Regions from separate parts of the Mus musculus genome. Here all the other regions are linked to region 2. A link is a contact called in public Hi-C and promoter capture Hi-C data. All regions are on one chromosome and are shown on one strand. Each heading gives the region's core, a stretch centred on a gene start, on an enhancer-like site or on the middle of the called end of the contact. The rest is flanking DNA. Distances are from core to core; before and after follow the strand shown. Region 1 holds the start of Plscr2 (phospholipid scramblase 2). Region 2 holds the start of Dipk2a (divergent protein kinase domain 2A). Region 3 holds the start of Plscr4 (phospholipid scramblase 4). Region 4 overlaps Gm31588 (a long non-coding RNA gene).

The links. Promoter capture Hi-C pulls out the DNA fragments that hold promoters and counts their contacts. Hi-C and Micro-C count contacts between places; a contact is called where the count stands out from the background.
Region 1: a contact with region 2 is called in a promoter capture Hi-C map of neutrophils, with 4 times the contacts expected there. The contact joins the promoter of Plscr2 here to the promoter of Dipk2a in region 2. A contact is called at or near these places in 11 of 39 promoter capture datasets (the 3T3-L1 cell line, 3T3-L1-derived adipocytes, the HPC-7 cell line and 6 more), 2 of 115 datasets of contacts at active chromatin or transcription factors (cardiomyocytes and large pre-B cells) and 1 of 9 other capture datasets (adipose tissue).
Region 3: a contact with region 2 is called in a promoter capture Hi-C map of embryonic stem cells, with 6 times the contacts expected there. The contact joins the promoter of Plscr4 here to the promoter of Dipk2a in region 2. A contact is called at or near these places in 7 of 39 promoter capture datasets (3T3-L1-derived adipocytes, cranial neural crest, embryonic stem cells and 4 more), 1 of 484 Hi-C or Micro-C datasets (uterus), 4 of 115 datasets of contacts at active chromatin or transcription factors (the 230-238 cell line, embryonic forebrain, fibro-adipogenic progenitors and 1 more) and 1 of 9 other capture datasets (adipose tissue).
Region 4: a contact with region 2 is called in a Hi-C map of the G1E-ER4 cell line, with 4 times the contacts expected there. The contact joins the enhancer-like site here to the promoter of Dipk2a in region 2. A contact is called at or near these places in 2 of 39 promoter capture datasets (the C10 cell line and hippocampal neurons), 2 of 484 Hi-C or Micro-C datasets (the G1E-ER4 cell line and cortical neurons) and 7 of 115 datasets of contacts at active chromatin or transcription factors (astrocytes, embryonic forebrain, forebrain and 4 more).

Annotation. Positions count from the first base shown.
Region 1 is chr9:92,274,035-92,277,020 of GRCm38.p6, forward strand. Plscr2 (phospholipid scramblase 2) reads left to right here and starts at 1,568. Exons shown (of 8, transcript NM_008880.3): 1 at 1,568-1,979.
Region 2 is chr9:94,536,433-94,539,617 of GRCm38.p6, forward strand. Dipk2a (divergent protein kinase domain 2A) reads right to left here and starts at 1,649. Exons shown (of 3, transcript NM_001033145.2): 1 at 787-1,649. The coding sequence starts at 1,443.
Region 3 is chr9:92,456,118-92,459,517 of GRCm38.p6, forward strand. Plscr4 (phospholipid scramblase 4) reads left to right here and starts at 1,261. Exons shown (of 9, transcript NM_178711.3): 1 at 1,261-1,808.
Region 4 is chr9:92,224,688-92,228,060 of GRCm38.p6, forward strand. Gm31588 (a long non-coding RNA gene) reads right to left here. Exons shown (of 6, transcript XR_871012.2): 1 at 2,477-3,373. Among named protein-coding and RNA genes, the nearest start is that of Gm31588, 3.8 kb to the right of the region's middle. Within about 2 kb of position 1,599, at least 23 of the 459 cell types and tissues checked have an H3K27ac peak or open chromatin away from gene starts, as enhancers often do. A contact at or near this core is called in the G1E-ER4 cell line, where this site is marked.

The sequences.
Region 1 (2,986 bases), core at 318-2,817, 2.3 Mb before region 2:
GGAAAGAAAAGACCCTGGAAAAGCAGGAGGGGAAGGGGATGCCCAAGTTGAAAACCCACTTTTCTCAAGAGCTCGTTTTTGTTGTTTGGTTTTTTTTTTTTTCCCCTGAAGAGTCTTCCTCCCCTAGTTCAGGGCTTGTCATTTTAAAGATAGACAGGATGGTGGATCGGTCCACAACTGTTATATAAACATGGCCTGATCTGATCTGGTGAACTTGTCCAGAGAATCCATCAGCAGGGGTGAGGGGATGAGAGGCTAAGGAGAGGAGAAACCCTCTTTGAGGCCCTTGGTTTAGGCTGACTGGTTTTCACCTCTGATCAAGGGTGAGGAAGAAGCCTTTCATTATGTAGTCATGGCTCCCCCGCTCCCCCCCCCCCTTTGTCTGCCTATCAGGAGCTCTACTAGTCCCTCTCTAGAATTTTTATCTGTTGAGGAGTTTTTAAAAATTCTGTAGTCATTTTGTGGGGAGCAGTGAAGGGAGGCAGGAGAAACAGTCCAGCTTTGTGTGAAAGAAAAGCGAACTCAGGAAGTGAGGTGTCTGATGATTAACAAGTACACTTAAAGTTTAGACTTTACTGTGGTTGAGAGGTCACGAAAGCACTGAAAAGGGAGAGTCCAGAGTGCACCACACAGACAGGCTGAGCTGGGCCATGTGAGGAGAGGGGAGGGGAAGAGGAAGGCAGTAGAAGGGAGATAAGAGATGGTCTGCCAACTAAGGAGGGGATAGCCGGGGACAAGAGACTGGCCAAGAGGGTAAAGGATAGACCAAAAAACAAAACAAAACAACAACAACAAACCAAACAAACAAGGAAAACACCTAAAAAACAACAACCACAAACCAAACAAAAAGCAAGGCAAACCAAAAAAACATCCAGGTAACTTACATGATTGGATTTTATAGGGAAGAGCAGCCCAGCCTGTTGGCTGGAGGAGAATTTAGGGTACCAAACCAAATATGGCAGTCAGGCCCTGAAACGGGTAGGGAGTGAGGGATGCAGGGAGAACCAGGTAGCCAGCATTCAATTTCATATGTTAATGGAACTCAGCCCTTTGTCTCTGGTTTGAGACCTACTAAAGAGACTATTTCCAGCTTTTGTACTCAAGCTTGCATACTCTTCTCAATGACTAGAACATCTACAAGACATATATGTTAAAATTAGACTCTGCCTCCAGGTAGACAAAACACAAGCAGTCTTGTGGGTTTGGCTTGATATGACTAGCTGTTGCATCTGGAGAGCACTCTGGGTTGCCGTTCTGGTGCCATGAATATCGAGTGGCAGTATTTAATAAAGCCTCTTATTAAAACTTACCTGTGGTGGTGGTGAATCTCGGAGTGACCCCAGACCCATAACAGTCATAGGGAGACTCCGTCTCAAAGAGGCTCATTCACCTGAATGTGAACAACTGTCCCAAGATTGTGACAAAAATATAATAAGGAAAAATAATATTGGTGGTCCTACCGGCTCCTGCTGGTACTCAGTAGAAGAAGTTAGGCATTTGAGAACTATCGGGATATGCACTCTGACTCTCCTAACACAAAACAAAACAAAACAAAACAAGAAGGAAGGGAAAGCATTCCTGAGTCTCCTTTTGAATCAGTGCCAGCATTTGAAGAATGCAGTGGAGGTCAGAGTAAAGGGAATGCCAGTAAGTGTTCCTTTGGCGTTCCAGAACTGTGCACAGACCAGATATTCATTTCTACTGAGAGCCTCTGCCAGGAGCAGCTAACAATTCTCAAAGGACTTAGAACTCAGACAGGGTTTCAATTTGGTTGCGTATCTTTCCAGTCAGGAAAAGGAAATCTAAAGACTCAGGAAACAAAACCTAAACTGCCTCAAAGTCCAGGTGCTTTTTCTCCCTGACTTTAGTCTAGTGGAGTAGTGCAGCACCTATGCCTTTCTGAGAGGAGTCTGGAGAGCTGAGTCGCTGCTGGTGCTAGGATTCTAGGAATTCGCCTCACTTGGAGCTGCATGAGAAAGGTAAGCCAGATGCCCTCTAAAGAGATCCATGACCTTCACCGGACCCAGAACTTTTATAAGCCCTGCGAAGAGAAATCTGAGGGTGGAGATTTAAGCTGGAAGTTAGGAAAGGTGACCAAGAAGGTGACTGGGAAGGGGAGGTGGGCACACGGGCAAGGGAAGTACCTCTGCCTGGAGAGGTAAAATGTAGTTCAGTCAGGTTTGTCTGTGGGCAGGTAGGAGTTTCGGGTTATTTTCCTGTATCTTGTAACAAGCAGCCAGCCAGTTATTCACTTGTCCAGTGGATATTGCCTTTATGTGTTCTATTTCTTTCCATTTCAAGCCTCTTGGTTGTAAACAAAATTTCCTGTTTTATTAGGAGAAGGCTCTTAACTTATTGGAGGTCAGAGGCACCTCTTGTACTTTTGTAAAACAAACAAACAACCCCGTTAATTTTAGACACAAAGAGGCCGAAAGTACAGCGACTCCTCATGACTGAGTAATCAGACTTTGACAGCTGGCAGTTGGAACCAGTACCTGGGAGGTCTCACACATACGTTCAAGAGTAACTTGGCCCAGATAGCTCACCTCCAAGGGCCACTCTCAAAAGACAGTTATAGCTATAAACCATATTATTTAACAAGCAAGTGGAGTACCCGCATATCTATAGACAAAGCAGGAGCGTTAAGGCCAGTAATTGTTCTTATCGGTTTTAGTTAGACACACATTCCCTTTTAAGAGGGTGTTTTGAGAGTCTGCTTGCCTCTTTCTTGCAGCATATTTTATTAACCTTTTACGAATATCATTTCTGGTCTAGTGACTGCTATTACCTTATGCCTCTGCTTGTTATCCCCCTGGCCAGAGTCTATACCATTTGTACAGGGTGCTTTAAGCCAGGAGCTATGCCACTTATGATACCAAATGAGAAGATAATGGAGTTGCATATGCCATAAATAATACCTGGGAAGTAGTAGATGGCTCTTTTCTACTTATTTTTCTCCTACCTAGCATCCCATACCACATCCTGT
Region 2 (3,185 bases), core at 399-2,898:
GTAACTTTTCTTGCAGCCAAGAGAGATCACACACCTACTGGACAATCGCTGCCCAAGGGCACAGCACTTTAGCGGGGGGGGGGGGGGTGTTTGAAACAAATTACTCCAAAAATAAACCGGATTCCTTTCTCTTATCTATTTTCTTCTTGCCGCCACCAGTAAAACGATTCCATTCTATCCTCCTAAAAGGCACGTTTATTTTCGAAATGAAGTCAAGAAAAAGCAAATAAGTCAGTTGGGCTAGAGGCCAAAACCCTTTTCCTTAGATCCTAGCTCCAACCTAAAAAAAAAAAAAAAAAACACTTTAATTCCTTCCTTAACCGGATTACCATATGACTAGGGCAGGCCACAGCATCAGGATGCAAAAGTCCGTCTTGGCCTTTAGCCTTCCCAGCCCAAATCTAACTCTTTCCCCCATTTCCTAGCTTCTAATTCCACGCAAAGCACGAGTCACGAATTAGCTCCCTTCACTTTACCACCACCCCACTCTCTGATCTCATCTTTCCCACCTGGTCCCAGAACTAGCTGATTGACTAACAGGGAGATGATCTAAGAAATAAAACAAAGACAGACTCGGGGAAGTTAGGCTAGCCAGGCGGGACAGCAAAGGACGTGTGCCCAGGGTGCCCAAGTCCTCGGAAAGAGGTACAAGGGCTCGCTATCGCACTGACACTGGCATCCAGACTGGGACGAGCGGGAGGGCGGAAGGAAACTCGCGAAGAGGCATTTTGGGAGAGTTGGGGACGCACTCCCTCTGGCGTCGAAGAGCCCCGCGCCCGCGCCTACCTGTAGCACCAGCGGCTCGGGGTTGAAGGCCAGGGTGAGCAGCAGCTGCATGCGCTCGGAGTCCTTGAGGTTACGCAGCAGGAAACTGCCCGAGTCCTTGGTCTCCGCGTAGCGGCGCACCAGGCGGTCCAGCAGGCGCTGCGAGGGGCAGTGCACCAGGTCCGACCAACCCTCCACCGCCTCCGGCGTGAGCAGCCGCACGTCGCCGTTGAGACGCGCGAACTCGGTGCGGGGCATGGCCTGGAGCAGGTCGCAGCGCGGCCGGCCGGTGGCCCGCTTGCAGATGCTCTGGTCGAGCTGCGCCAGCTCGCGCTGCGAACCCAGGCGCTTGAGCACCACGCGCCGGCGGCCGCCCTCGCGGGGCTCGCCGTACTGCGCGAAGTACACGTTCTTCACGTTGAGGAAGTCCAGCAGGCGCAGGCGGCCCCACGTCTCGAAGCCCACCTGGCCGTTGAGGAAACGGCGGCACCAGCTCGTGCCGAAGCACGCCGGGCACTTATTGAGCTGCAGGAAGCGCCGGTCGGCGAGCTCGTTGCGCTGCCAGGAGGCGAGCAGCGACGGCGAGTGCAGCAGCATCAGCACCAACAGGCTGCCGAGCGCCGCCAGCTTCAGTGCACGGGACAGGCGGCCCAGCTTCAGGGGCACCAGGCGCCACATCCCGCCCGCGCGCGGCAGCGGCCGGGGCCGGGGCGGGCGAGCGCACCCCGCCGGGCCGCCCCACGGCGCCGAGGCCCGCGGCGCAGACGGAGGGCGGCAGCGAAGGAACCCGAGGACGGGCTGCGCCGGCCGAGCGCGGCGACTTCCCGATCGGCTGTCTCCACAACTCCCGGTGCCCTCCTCCGAGCTCCCCGCCCTCCGACTCCGCGGGCGCCGCCTCCTTGCCCGCCAAGTTATAGAGGCGCGGGGAGGGGGGGGGGGAGGAGGGAGCGCGGGAGCCGCGGTCGCGCGCACGCGCACTCCCGCCCGGGACGCTTGAGCTGCGCCTTGCTGGGTCCCGGGCGAGCAGCGCGCGCGGGGGCGAGTGAGGAGTCCCGGACGCCTCACACTCGAGAAGCTACGGTGCGAGGAGGGGAGGAGAGGATGCGGCGGGGCCCCCACGCGCGGGCACGCCCGAGAGCGAGGGGCGGGGCCGGGGGCGGGGCGAGCGCGCCCCCGGGAAGCGTCAGCGCGAGCTCGCGGGGAGGCGGTGGAGAGGGTGGGTGGAGGGCGCGCCCGGGAGGGCGGAGCTCGCCAGCTCCGCCACCGGAGACCTTCAGTAACGGCTACTCTGGGGTGACTGTCGGGCTACACAGGCGCCCCGGAGGCCTTTGTGGGAAGGTCATTGGAAGGGAGAGGGCGGAGGCAAGCGGGAGCAGAGAGGCCCATCCTGGGAGCGGGAGGAGGTGGGGCCGAAGCCTGGGGGCGGGGCTGGAGTGGGGCCGGGCCAGGTCCTGGGGGCGGGGCCTGGCCGCCCGCTCCGGGCCTTATATGGTGTGGCGCGCGCTTGTTCTTTTGACTGGCGGGACCTCTGGGTCGCGCGCTTTGTGCCGCCGTAGGGCCTGCGGGCAGACAGTGGGCCAGCGGTTAGGGACCGGAATGCCGCTGCAGGGCTGGCGATGTATCTGCGGAGGCTGAGTTACGGTTTCGCTGAGTGAGCACTGGCGGGATGAGGTCCTTCCTCACCGGCGCCGCCCGCCGGGTCCCCGAGGAGCCCGGTTCCCCCATGCTTCACAGGCTGGGCCCAGGCCTGCCTTGCGGCCAGGACGCGTTGCTGTGGCGATGACCCCAGGGAGCCAGGCCGTCAGGTGCCGCACCTGTGCGGTCTAACCAGCTCCTAACAGCAGACTGCGGAAATAACCTGGCCTAACGCGCGTGGGGTTAAGTTTTAGAAGGTCTGGGATCTTCAGCAGTAACTTCAAAATATGTTCTATTAGAATACTTTTTTTTTCTTTAACTTTTAGCACTCCTGTGATTGTTGGTCGAGTGGATAGCTAGCTAATTCCTGGTCGCTGTTAAATATACTTTTACTGCGCTGATTTTTAGAGGTCAAACAGGAAAATCATAGTAAGTAGTAACGGGTATGCAAAGAGTAACTACTGAGACAGTGAGACTTATCTATACAAGATCGTGAATCACTTTCCCGAATTTTCTGTATTTGATTGTAGCATGAGGACTCGCTTCTGGAAGAATACGGGTAAGGTCAACGTTTTGTGTTTGGTGATGTAGGAGTTCAGTCTTTGGAAGAAATTTTCAACGTGGTGGTGATTTTTACAGGCTACTACAGAATACAAATTTTAAGATGTTAGCCTTCAAAGGCTTATGCAAAATGGCTGAGAAATTTGGCTGATAGAAAAAGAGCATCCCATGTTTCCTTTGGCAGAAATTTGATTTAACTTGCTCATCAAGCATCCCCCAAATCC
Region 3 (3,400 bases), core at 11-2,510, 2.1 Mb before region 2:
GAAAAATACAGATACAAGCAAGCAAGCAAGCAAGCAAGCAAGCAAGCAAGCAAGCAAGCAAGCAAGCAAGCAAAACCAGTTAAGTCAAGAAATCACACGGGGCAGTGGTGGCATATACCTTTTATGCCAGCACTCGGGAGGCAGAGGCAGGCAGATTTCTAAGTTCCAGGCCAGCCTGGTCTACAGAGTGAGTTCCAGGACAGCCAAAGCTACACAGAGAAACCCTGTCTCGAAAAAAAAAAAAAAAAAAAAAAAAAAAACCAAACAAACAAAGAAAGAAAGAAATCACACACATGGGACACTATAAATGCTGCCTTTTTTTTTTTAATCTAAGTTTTGTCAAAACCCAAGTAACTGATGGCTGACCCAAATGCCATATTCTGTATAGTTTTACAGCTTGTGCGTTTGTGAACATTACAGTAAAAACACAGGATTGAGGAAATGGAACCTGGGGAAACTTTAATTTTACTGAACTGCTCCATTACTGACATTAAGACTGTTGTAAACACAACACAAAACACCTCTCCCTCCCCAAGAGTGTCAAAGAGACAGAGGCACGTTGCAGTAGGGATTCATAAAGAAAGTGTGTATCAGCCCCCACCCCCAAACCCTCAGGAATTCAGGCTGGACACCTGCTCTGGAAATGCAAAAGCCCATGAATTCTGCGGTGGCTCATGGCTCCTGAGTGCCTATGTGGTTGGCTCATAGCTCCTGAGTGCCTATGTGGTTGCTCTCATATATTTGATTTGTCTTCCAAGCAATGCTTCACAGACATGATTTTTTAAAATTTTATTTTAATTAGGTATTTTCTTCATTTACATTTCCAATGCTATCCCAAAAGTCCCCCATATATCCCCCCACCCACTCCCACTTCTTGGCCCTGCCGTTCCCCTGTACTGAGGCATATAAAATTTGCAAGACCAATGGGCCTCTCTTTCCACAGACATGTTTTGATCTTGAATGCTTTTGGTATCTCTCATGAGGCCAATCTAGATATTCACACTCACAAGCTCAATTTCTTGGTCCCTCTAACAAACTCAAACCATTACATCTCGCTAAGACTTTGATGTCAGTTTGTTTGTTTCATGCTTTCAATAAAAGGCTGTATTTCTTCATTTGAGAAGTATTCTTGGCAGATATTACCGACCAGAACATTATTAATTGTTAAATCTATTCTGACAAATCATGTGCGAGGGAAAATGGAAAATTCCAGAACTCCACCCCCATGTAAACTCCTCCCAGAGCGCAGCCTGCAAGGCCAAGTTCTCGGCAGCTTCTTCAGGTCAGGCTGTGCCCAGTTGTGGTTCTGAGTGAGGTCAAAGGACATTTGGTTCGTCCACTTCCTTCAGCTAACTGTACCGGACCGAACCACTTTAATTTGATAAAACTATGTGTGCCTGACAGCAGCAATTAACCAAGTAACCAAAGTCCTCTTTAGAGAGTCAGAAATCTTGAGCCTGCTTCTACCCCCACCAGCACCCCAGTCCTAGTCCCTCTCCCTCCCAGATCAAACTGGTCTCCTCCAGGGATGGGAATGAGAGCCGAGCAGTGAGGCTGGTAGACCAGCTGCTTCCCGCCACCAGCAGAGGAGCGGTTCGGAGCTCAACCCCGCGGGCTTCGCTGGCGCCCACAACTTGTTTACCCTGCGTTTGGCTAGGGTTCAGGACGCCGGCGCCCCACCCTGCAGGAAGCCCTCCCGGGAAGGCTCCCCCGGCTGCCCCGCGTGGATCGTCCCAGCTCCTCGGCGCCTCTCGCCTTCCCCCAGGCAGGACAGCGAGCTCAGCCGGCGACGCCTGCAGCTGCGGGCGGTGAGAGGGGCCAGCGGGGAGCGGGGGACCCTGGGAGATTAGGGGGATGCGGGATGGAGGGCGCGGGCTCCGTGACAGTGGAGGAGGCGGGGCAGCTCAGCCGCAGGTGGTTGCGCAACTTTCGCTTTGTGGAGCGGGGTGGGGTTTCTTGTGTTGGGGTCCGCTTGGTTTCCCCCGGCTCTTGATAGGACAATGGGGTGCTGGGTGAAGGCTCTATGGGAGCATCATTCGGCCCTGGTGACATGAACTCTCGAGGGTGCAGGCCCTTCCCAGGAGACCCTCTCCACACTTTTCCCTCTTGCACCAGTGGAGCCTGTCCCCTCCTTGCAGCTCTGTGGGTCTCTCCTAGGGCCTTGGGCATAGATGTTTTCAGATAACTTTGCAAGGTTTTACTGGCAGGGGCTAAAAGATAGAGACAAGTTTTTGTTTGTTTGTTTGTTTGTGTCCCCCCCCCCCATTACTTTACAGAGTACAATATTAGCCTTTTAGGACTTAGAATTTTATATCTTATATTGTGTGGATGTACCCACTTTTAAGAACCGCAGTATGTTTGCGCTTTTATTTTGTCTATAGTAGTTTAAGTGGAGCCAGCAAGAGTAACAGAAGTATATTATGAAGACATTATGCAGTAAGGTTGATTTCCAAGATACTTCTGGGATACAGATGTTACTGCAGAAGTAAACACACAACCTCCACCTTCCAGCTCCTTGTTATGGGAAATAAGGAAGCAAGGCATTATGTAACCCTTAAAGTAGCCACACTGTCACATTGTATGGCCCAATGACATCACCAGAACAGAGGACACAAAGATGGCACATTATGCATAATTTAAGTGCCTAGGGACAATAACAAAGTTAATAAGCATTCCAGTTGCATCACACTTTGTAAGTCTTTTGAGGCTCAACTACAGGAAAGTACAGTGAAAACACACTTTAGTATAAATAACAGAAAAATGACAAATTTATTTAAACTATGAATTGTGGATAAAAATATGAATATGAAACTCCAAGTATTAAAATTATGCTACACATGAGACCCCAATAAAATTTATTTTCTTAGGTGAAAATATCATGTCCCTTAAATAATACATAATTAAACAGAATCGTAACTCATTCATAGTTTTAAACTGGCTCTTTAGCTAGACTATTTGAAAGAATTGCCACACTGCAATTTAAATGAAATACATGGCAGCTTGTTTTATATTAAAAAAAAAAGGGGGTATTCTAAAGAATGAACAGACAGTAGAATGATCCCAGACATTACAATAAAACTGAAGAAAGAGATTTAAGGATAAAATAAAAATGGGTATTTAATAAACATACATTTTAAGTCAGTAAAAGGGGACTGGCAAATAACATTTAAATTGATTATAATTGGAGCACTCGGCATTTATTTGGGTAAACTAATAATAAAACTGTTATTATAGTTAATATAAAGTGTGTTAACATAAAATGTAGTCAGGATGGATAATTTGAATCCAGATGCATAAAACCCAAAGGTTTGTGAACATGAGAAATGGGAAACATCTGCAAAACCTGGGCCCATTAAGAACTTATTTGTGAGCATAAGTACATAAAAATCAGACATGAATG
Region 4 (3,373 bases), core at 349-2,848, 2.3 Mb before region 2:
CTAATGATGGCATTCCAGTGCCACCACAGGACCTCCAGGGACACAGGCACAAGGCCACTCTTCTGTCTGCCAGGCCACAGACATGCAAAAGGAGCAACAGTCTGGACTATGAATGCATGAAGCAACTGTGTCATCAAACTAATACAAAAACAGCATAGATGGTCATATATATGCAACAATAACACAGAGGGGGAAAGCATGTCTTAGTGGACCTCAGTGTGTTCAAAGAAGCAAAGGCCAAGCAAGGGTTGAAAATGAAGAGGAAGGAGACAGCATATGATATTTTGAAATGATATCCTGGCCACAAAGGTTAGGAAATGCAGAATAAGGCCAAGGTTGAACAGGCAATAGACGGCTGATGTCTTCATCTAGGATTTTATGTAAGGCCAAGGCAACTTCTCTGCAGGCTAGTGGTCCCAGCACTGTTGTGACAGCTGCCATGAGATAGACCTCTCTTTTCAAAACTTCAATTCTTTTTTAACTGTTAATTTCTGGAAGAGTTTGACAGCACTGACTGTATTTGATCCTGACAATATTCCAATTTCTTTCAGATTCTTTATTGAAGCAAAAAGCAAAAACCAAAAAGGCTGTTAAGAGAAATATCAGTGAATTGAACACTAAGACTTGGGGATGATCACATGTTCCTACATCAAAAATTAAATCCCATAGACACCTCCCAACCAAAAGTTCTCTTGAATGCCATAGATATTTGGATCCAAAACCCCAAAGTCCCAGAAATGTGAAAGTACACATACAAAAATGCCAAAAAGTATAGGTCAAAGTATAGGTATAGGTCAAAAAGTCCTCACAAGTAGACAAGCACTAGATAACTCTGGAAGGTGAGAGAAGAAATAGACTCTTTACTAGTGGGATTTTGAGACTGCACAGATGTCAGGCTCAACTATTAACATGTATAAGCTTCCTCTGCAAACCTTCAAGGCAATTATTTTCTTACTATAGTGCTGGACTTCACGGACATCCTGATATCCATGCCCCCTTTCTGCCACTTACTTGCTGAGTCCCTGGAAAGCTCCTGTAGCATCAGTAACAAACCAATAGCCATCATAGCTCCAGGAGAGATGCTAAGACAAATCAAGGAATCAAGGCCAAACTTCAGAACCCAGACTGGTTCCCTGGCATGCATGGAGATCCTGCTGCAGCTACAGTCAGAGCTGGTTACACAAAGGCCTGGAAAGAATGAATTTCACTGACAAACCAGACTATTCCATCAGCTATCAGTTTTCATGTTCCTCTTGACTGCCATAGCTCAGATGGCTTGTGGTTTAGACCCGTCAACCCATGCAGCCCTGATTTCACACCCATCAATTTGTTCATGGCCTTTAGAATTTATTGTAATCTAGCCAATAACACTCTCAACAAATGAGGTTTATCTAAATCATGTAATCACCCTTCACAGAGAAGTTGAAAGTATGGATACTTAACATCTGGTACATTCCAGGGACACACCTTGGTCCTTCAAAACCTGACAGTTCTGGCTCTTCAACTAACTGACTGAGCCATCCCCATTCTTGGCAACACTACTACCTTGTGGGCCTTGTAGTCCATGACACCAATTAGTAACTCAGTTCTGTTCACCCCCACTCCAGGAAAAGTGACATCAAGTACTCACTGGCCTAAGGCCACTGAAAATTCTCCCTCATCTGACTCATCTTCCTTGTAGATCTAGCTGCTGTGATAGAGCAGACCTGCAACCTCTCGTAGATCTGGAGTATCAGAACTTGAAGAAGATAGCCTCACATGGGCCTCTTTAGTACTTCCTCATGAAAGTAAAAATTAGGGGATGGGGCAGTCTTGAGACATATTTTATTCTTGTTTCCTGTCCCCTAAGTGCCATATCCTTGCAAACCAAACTCACACGGGGAAGTTCTGTAAACAGTTTTTCAGACTTTTGTATCTGTGCTAACACAGCACTTGATCCTGTGCTTTCGGAGAAACAGCTGGACTCAGCTACAACTTCTAGTTTGACCAGACTTGCAAGCACCGGTTCACATTGCTACAAAGTGTCTTCTGCCATGTCTCCTCTCTCAGTAGGCGTTTTGCTGTTACAATTAAGAAATTAAGTTCCAACCACTCAGAACATTTGGAGTGTAACATTTTTATTAAATGATCAAGCTTGGTTGTTAACTTTAAAAATATTTTATGGATCTTATGGTCTTAATACGGATATTTAAAAAGAGTAAAGTTGTCAAATATTAAAACAAAGATTACAGAAATGTTAACTGTCGTTGTCACCACACCCCCCAGAGAACATATCTTAATACCTCTTTATCCGTTTCTAACCACAACAGTCACCAGGGCATCTCCTAACAAGACTACCATGCCCACAGGGTTGGTAAAGAGCACAGAGATTAACCTCTCTGGAGATGGTTAGGGAACACTGTCTGCCTTATTTTATGCAAACAACCACTTATATAGCAGAAAACTATCAATTAATTGTTATTGGTTAACACACTACCTCAGATTGGACAGTGAGCTCTCTTGTCACCAGGGTCTCTATGCAAAAGGAGCACAAGGAAGGAGCCATGAAGACAATCCAGCTGCAGGTTATTCATGTCACCTCAGAATTCAGTGTTCTGACTTCTGGGAATTCTCAGGAGCATGGTGTGCCATGCTCCTAATTTAGAAGCACAGAGTGCCAGGTAGGCTGACAGCCAGTCATGCCTGCATTTTATCCTTCAGTTAACAGACCTTGGAAAATTCAGTGACTAGAAAAGTACTCAAATAAGATAAGTATTTTCTGTGCCTTTTGAAATAGAGCTTTTGGGTGGGTTGTCTACCCTCTCGGGCAGCAAGGGTAGATCCAACTTTGGTAGGTGGAAACGATCCCAGCTAGTGAGCTAGTTGGGGCCAGGACCAACATCAACCTTTCAAAGGCACACCACTTACTGTTTTGTGTCTGGTTGAAGCCTCTAGAGAAAGCCAACCTGCAAATCTCTGTTGAATAGAGTATTTCAATCGTCCACCTAGCAAATGGGTGTGGATGCTGGGGCTGAGGAAGTATCTAAAATCACTACCCTGTTGCTGGGGTGATGGCTCAGTCAGGCAGAAAACTGCTTGTTATGAAAGCATGTAGACCCAGGTTCAGATCATAGGCATCTATATAAAAAGCCAGATGACAGTACACACCTGTCATCCCAGTGATAGAGAGGCAGGCAAGAGGATCTCTCAGGCTCGCTGGCCAGCCAATCTAGCCTGGTTGGGTGAACTCCAAGGTCAGTGGGGGACTCTGTCTTACAAAATAAGGAAGAGAACAATTTAGGACCAGACTTCGGGCCTCTATATAATTTACATACACATGCACACACACACACACACACACACACACAATACACAATCACTATGTATGATTCAG